Regions from separate parts of the Sus scrofa genome. Here region 2 is linked to region 1. The links are chromatin contacts, called in public HiChIP or PLAC-seq maps. All regions are on one chromosome and are shown on one strand. Each heading gives the region's core, a stretch centred on a gene start, on an enhancer-like site or on the middle of the called end of the contact. The rest is flanking DNA. Distances are from core to core; before and after follow the strand shown. Region 1 overlaps NOL4L (nucleolar protein 4-like). Region 2 has its middle 54 kb from the start of NOL4L.

Evidence for each region. HiChIP or PLAC-seq counts read pairs in DNA pulled down with a chosen protein or histone mark.
Region 2: an H3K27ac HiChIP or PLAC-seq map of alveolar macrophages shows a contact between it and region 1. The contact joins two enhancer-like sites. A contact is called at or near these places in 3 of 47 Hi-C or Micro-C datasets (embryonic fibroblasts, epiblast stem cells and undifferentiated spermatogonia) and 1 of 2 datasets of contacts at active chromatin or transcription factors (alveolar macrophages).

Annotation. Positions count from the first base shown.
Region 1 is chr17:36,075,315-36,078,014 of Sscrofa11.1, reverse strand. NOL4L (nucleolar protein 4-like) reads left to right here. Exons shown (of 11, transcript XM_021077429.1): 11 at 2,623-2,700. Among named protein-coding and RNA genes, the nearest start is that of ASXL1, 91 kb to the right of the region's middle. Within about 2 kb of position 1,279, at least 12 of the 83 cell types and tissues checked have an H3K27ac peak or open chromatin away from gene starts, as enhancers often do. A contact at or near this core is called in alveolar macrophages, where this site is marked.
Region 2 is chr17:36,253,238-36,255,937 of Sscrofa11.1, reverse strand. No RefSeq gene overlaps it. Among named protein-coding and RNA genes, the nearest start is that of NOL4L, 54 kb to the right of the region's middle. Within about 2 kb of position 1,312, at least 5 of the 83 cell types and tissues checked have an H3K27ac peak or open chromatin away from gene starts, as enhancers often do. A contact at or near this core is called in alveolar macrophages, where this site is marked.

The DNA.
Region 1 (2,700 bases), core at 30-2,529:
GAATGTGCCTGAGAATTCCTGAAGCCCCCAGTCTGTGGCTGCAGGAGACCCTCCCTGTTCCTGGGCCGCGAGGAAAGGGGCCAATCCCTCCCTACCCCTGGCAGAAAGCCCGGGCACCCTCCACTCACCTTGCCCCCCCGCCCCCCAGGAAGTATGTGTGGGTCCCTGGAAGATTCCTGCCTGGGCTTAAGTTCTCATCCCTTCCTAATGCCTCTTAACCTAAAATAAGAGGCTGCCTGGCCCTAATCCCCGAGGCTGAGGCCAAAGTGGCCGGCTGCAGCAAGGGACAGAATGGCTTCCTGCTTTCTGTCCAGGAAGAAGCCCCGTCTGACAGCCCTGCTGAGTGAGGGCCCTGTTAGAGTGTGTCTGGAGACAGGTGCCAGGGCAGGGAAGTTAGAGCCCCCGTTGTGCATGGGGAGAGTCCTTCCCAGGTGGCGGGCCATGATGATAAGCCCCCACTGGTGCCACACAGCAGGGCCTGTCTCACGCCACAGCTGTCAGGGCTGCCCCATTGGCCTCCCTTGAGGGCCGGGCCTGCTACCCTCCTCACCCTGTTCACACACTGGCCAGAGAGGCTTCAAGGAAGGCACTAGCTCTGCCACTGTACCTTGGTCTCCCTGGCTTCTCAGAGCCAGGAAGGTGGTGAGGTCACGGAGGCAGAGATCCTCCCACTGACCTCCTTATCTGGGCAGCACATGTCCTGTGAGCACCGGGTTTGAATCCTGCAGTTGGAAGAACTCCACAGGCAGTCCCAGTCTCACTGCCCTCCCAGTGGCAGCCCTTTAACCAGGGTATGGGCATTTCTCCTGTGCTGAAGCATTGTCACTGCATCAGCTTGGGTCACTGCTGCAACATGAGTTTTTTTGGGCGTGGCGAAAAAAGAAAGAAAAACAGGATGCTTAAACAAGGGTTTGATCAGTTTGGCACCTTGGCTGGGCAGTGGTATTAGCGGGTCAGAGCTCCTCACTTTGCTCACGCTTGGATCTGAAAATGCACATCAGCCCAGAGAGACTGTCCTGCCTGGGTGCTGGGCAGCTCTGCCCACTCCTGCCCCTCTAGTAATCACCCGGCCACCTGAGTGTCTGCCTCGAACCAGAGCCCGACAGGGAGAGTCAGAGGGACAGCTCTGAGCCCAGGACTGAAGAGGACAAGGCTTGGGGGAGGCAGGAGGATAGAGAGGAAGCCCAAGCCAGCTCACACCAGCTGTAGCAGGTGACTCTAGCCTTCCTCTGCCATCCCCAGGCAGTGTCCAGAGGGGATCAAACCTGGCAGCAGCCAGGAGCCAGCACGCGCAAGTCCAGGGATGTTCCTTAGCAAGCCAGTTCCTGGGGCCTCCCATTTGACATTCATGTTCTCTTGTCAAAGAGGAAGTTAATCCCATGTGACAAGCTGTCCCATCTTAGATTCCAACTTCCTTCCCCATTTGGGGTCCGCACCAGCTTCTTTTTGGCAACAGTCGAGTTTCTGTAATTTCTTCCAAGGTTTTAACTTCCGGTCTAGATGTCTCTAGTGACAAGCGCTTGTCCATCGCTGTAGCACCATAAAAACTGCTACTGTAGATGCAATAATGAGTGAAACCAGCTGTCAGAACTAATGGGGTATCAGGGAGATGGCTGGTAACTGAGTACAGCCTCACACACCCAAGTAAGATAACTTCTGCTTGGGGAGGGGGGTGCGGGCATAGGGAGAGTGACTCGGAGAAGGCTCCCCAAGGAGGTCCCACACCGCCAGATCCCTTCCTTTGGCTGTTTGCTTGCTGAACACCTCGAAAGAATTGAACACAGAATTGAACAAAGAATTGAATTAAATTGAATTTAAATTCTAGGAGCTTCCATGCTTCCTGGAAGCCCTTTGCCAGTGCTGAGGGTCTCACTGGCATGGCTCGCCCCACCACAGCCTCACTGTGCTGCAGCTGAGGGCTGGGGCCTGGGGTAGTTAAGAATCTCCTGTGGAGCAGACCACCAGGCCAGGCTTGCCCGATGGCAAGAGCTGTTTGGGAAAGGTGGAGAGGAGACAGGACCTGGTGGCCCCACCACATAGCCCAGTACGTTTCAGTAAGCCTTGAGGCTCTCTCTTTGCTGGTACGTTCCAGGGCAAAGGGGAGGTGGCTGCTCTGGGTCCTGTCCCCACACGGCGACCCTCACACGGCCAGCCCACACTCTCCCGCCCTCGCAGCATCGCCCGTCCACCTCATTTGGACGCAGAAGAACTCATCAAAGTCAAGGGAGTTTGAGGTGTTGCAGCCCATCGGGAAAGGGCTTAGCCCTCCCAGCACCTTCCTGAGCCTGCTCCTCCAGCCCCTTTCCCTTGAGGCACAGTCCAGCCCTGCCTCTCTCCACACAGTGCCAGCAGTATCTTAGAGCCACACATGCACGTGCACAGTGCCATCTCCAGCCAACTGCTGCCCCTTCAGGCGCCAGCTGCCTCCCCAGTCACACATGATGATAAGGTCCCCTTCCTGGCAGGATCACCCTGGGGGCTCACAGGGAACAAACACCATGTTTCACCTGCAGGCCCCCTTCTAGGCCCTGGGGGTATAACCAGCGAGCCAGACGAGGATAGCATCAGGAGGCCGCGCCCGGTGTCTGCCGCCCTGCTCACCCTGGCTTTCCCTCTCCGCAGGGCCCACAGACCTCAGCATGAAAGGCGGGGCCTCCACCACGTCCACGGCGCCCACGCCCACGCCCTCCAGCAACAGCA
Region 2 (2,700 bases), core at 63-2,562, 180 kb before region 1:
CGCACCTGTGGCGTATGTAAGTTCCTGGGCTAAGGGTCGACTCAGAGCTGCAGCTGCAAATCTGTGCCACAGCCACCGCAACAGTGGATCTGAGCTGCATCCATGACCCACACCGCAGTTTGCGGCAACGCCAGATCCTTAACCTACTGAGCGAGGCCAGGGATTGAACTTGCATCCTTATGTATATTAGTCGGGTTCTTAACCCTCTGAGCCACAACAGAAGCTTCCCTCACCTTTATTTTGAAGCTAAGACTTGGAGTTCTCTTATGGCACAGTGGGCTATGGATCTGGTGTTTTCGCTGTAGTGGCATGGGTTCAATCCCTGGCCAGGGGACTTCCACATGCTGTGGGTGTGGCCAAAAATTTTTTAAAAAGCTAAGACTTTAATCCTTATTTTCCCTGTCTTAACACATTTAATCTTGACAACCACTTTATAAAGTAAGCGCTGTCATCAGCTCCATTTTCCAAAGGGTAAACCAAGGCACAGAGAGACAAGTCCTAGCCCAAGGTTCATATCTAGTAAGTGGTGCTGCTGGGATTTGAACCCAGGTTGCTGAGTGAAGGGCTACTGTCATGGCCACTGCACGGTCCACCTTCGCTCTGGGGTCTCCGGAAGCTGCCCACTCAGCAGCCGTGCACTGAAGCTCCTGTCTGAGGGCGAAGCTTCTTGCAAGTGGCTGGTCTCAGGAGCTCTCAGGGGAGCCTGTGGCTTCTATTTCCCAGATGGCCAGGGTGGCCTTCTTCTAGCTCTGAGTCGGGCCCGGGGATGTGCCGTGGGTGCCCTACTGCCCCCAGCTGCGCCGCCAGCAGCCTGGCCCCACCGGAGGCCACGTTAAGACCATGTTATGCTCTCATTTCATCTCACCCTGTTTAGCACCATCCGTAGAGAGCGCCCCGGAGGGGAACCCAGGCTCAGAGAGGGGAAGTAACTTGCCCAGACACACAACCAGGAGACAGTGAGCCTGGGGTTGGAGCCAGGTCATTGGACTCCAGAGCTAGATGTTCAAGACACGAGTTCCCTTGGTAACAAAACAGTGGGCTCCCATGGCCAGGGCAGCGGAGCCACCGTGGGCCACACCCCATCAGGCCCCACTCTCCTCTGCCCAGCGGCCACGCCTGCAGACCCATTCAGCCCCCACGCTGGACAGATATGATCTCGGGTTCCCTGATAATCTCCCTGGGCCTCCCCTTCCCAGCCGCACATGGCCCAACAGTCAGTAGCCTAAAAACAGGCAGATAGGTCACCAGCACTGAGCGCCTCCGTGAGAAGCAGTTGCCATGGTGGCCGCTTGGCCGCGTGGAGCTTTATCTCCACCTCCTGGAGCAGGGCCCCTGGAGCTTCCTCCTTCTGGGGTGCAGACTTTTCACTCTGAGTGGTTTGTTTCTTCCCCTTTAGCTCACTGGTTCCTGGAGATAGAGTTGTTCATCTGTCTGTCCATCTGCGGACTGGGCACCTCTTGTGGGCTGGGCCCCCGCCAGGCTCACTTCTGCAGGCAGCTTGCTGGCCCTCACCTGCCCCAAGGGTGGCCAGGACCTCAGGTGCTTCCAGATCACCTTGGAAGCAAGGGTGCACGCCTGCGAGTGCAGGATCTGTTGGTAGAACAGGACCTGGGTTCAAATCCTACTGCCAATAATTTAATAATAAAGACACAACCCAATTTTTTTTTCTTGTCTGTGCCCTTGGCACAAAGATGTTTCTGGGCCAGGGACTGAAGCCACAGCACAGCAGCAGCCCAAGCGCTGCAGTGACAACGCCAGATCCTTAACCCGCTGCACCACAAGAGAACGCCACGTCTCATTTTTCTTTCTTTCTTTTTTTTTTTTAGGGCCACACCTGTGGCATATGGAAGTTCCCAGGCTAGGGATCAAATCAAAGCTGCAGCTGCCAGCCTATACCACAGCCACAGCAATGCCAGACCCGAGCTGGATCTGCAACCTGTGCGGCAGCTTTCGGCAGTGCCAGATCCTTAACTCACTGAGTGAGGCCAACATCCTCGTGGATACTAGTCGAGTTCTTAACTCCCTGAGTCACAACGGAAATTCCCACGCCCCCCCCCCCCACTTTTTTTTAATGGGCAAAGGACATAGACTTTCTGCAAGGAAGATAAATGGCCAACAAGCAGATGAAAGACGCTTCATGAACATCACCAGCCATCAGGGACAGGCACGTGCAACCCAAACCACACGAGCGACCTTGTCACACCCGCTACGGTGGCTAGAATCCGAAAGACAGAGAATAACACAGGTTGGTGAGAATGTGGAGACACCATGCCCTTCTCTGCCGTTGGCGGGAATGTTAGCGGTGCAGTCATGTTAGAAAAACGCCTGGCAGTTCCTCCAAAGGTTAAACAGAATTACCCCATGACCCGGCAATCCCACTCCCAGCTCTCTACCCCAGAGAAGTGAAACGGTGTGTCCACACCCAAAACTTACACAAACATCACTAGCATTATTTGTAATAGCCAAAAGGTAGAAAGAGCCTAAGTGCTTTTCGACTGAGGAACTAATAAACATAAGATGGAATATGACTTGACCGTGAAAAGGAATGACATAATGAGACACGCTACAGCGCGGATGAGCCTTGAAGATACACTGAGTGAAAGAAGCCGGTCATGATGACCACATAGTGCGTGGATGCATTTGTGTGAATTGTCTAGAACAGGCAAGTCTAGGGAGGGGGTTGGAGGAAGTCGGGGGGTG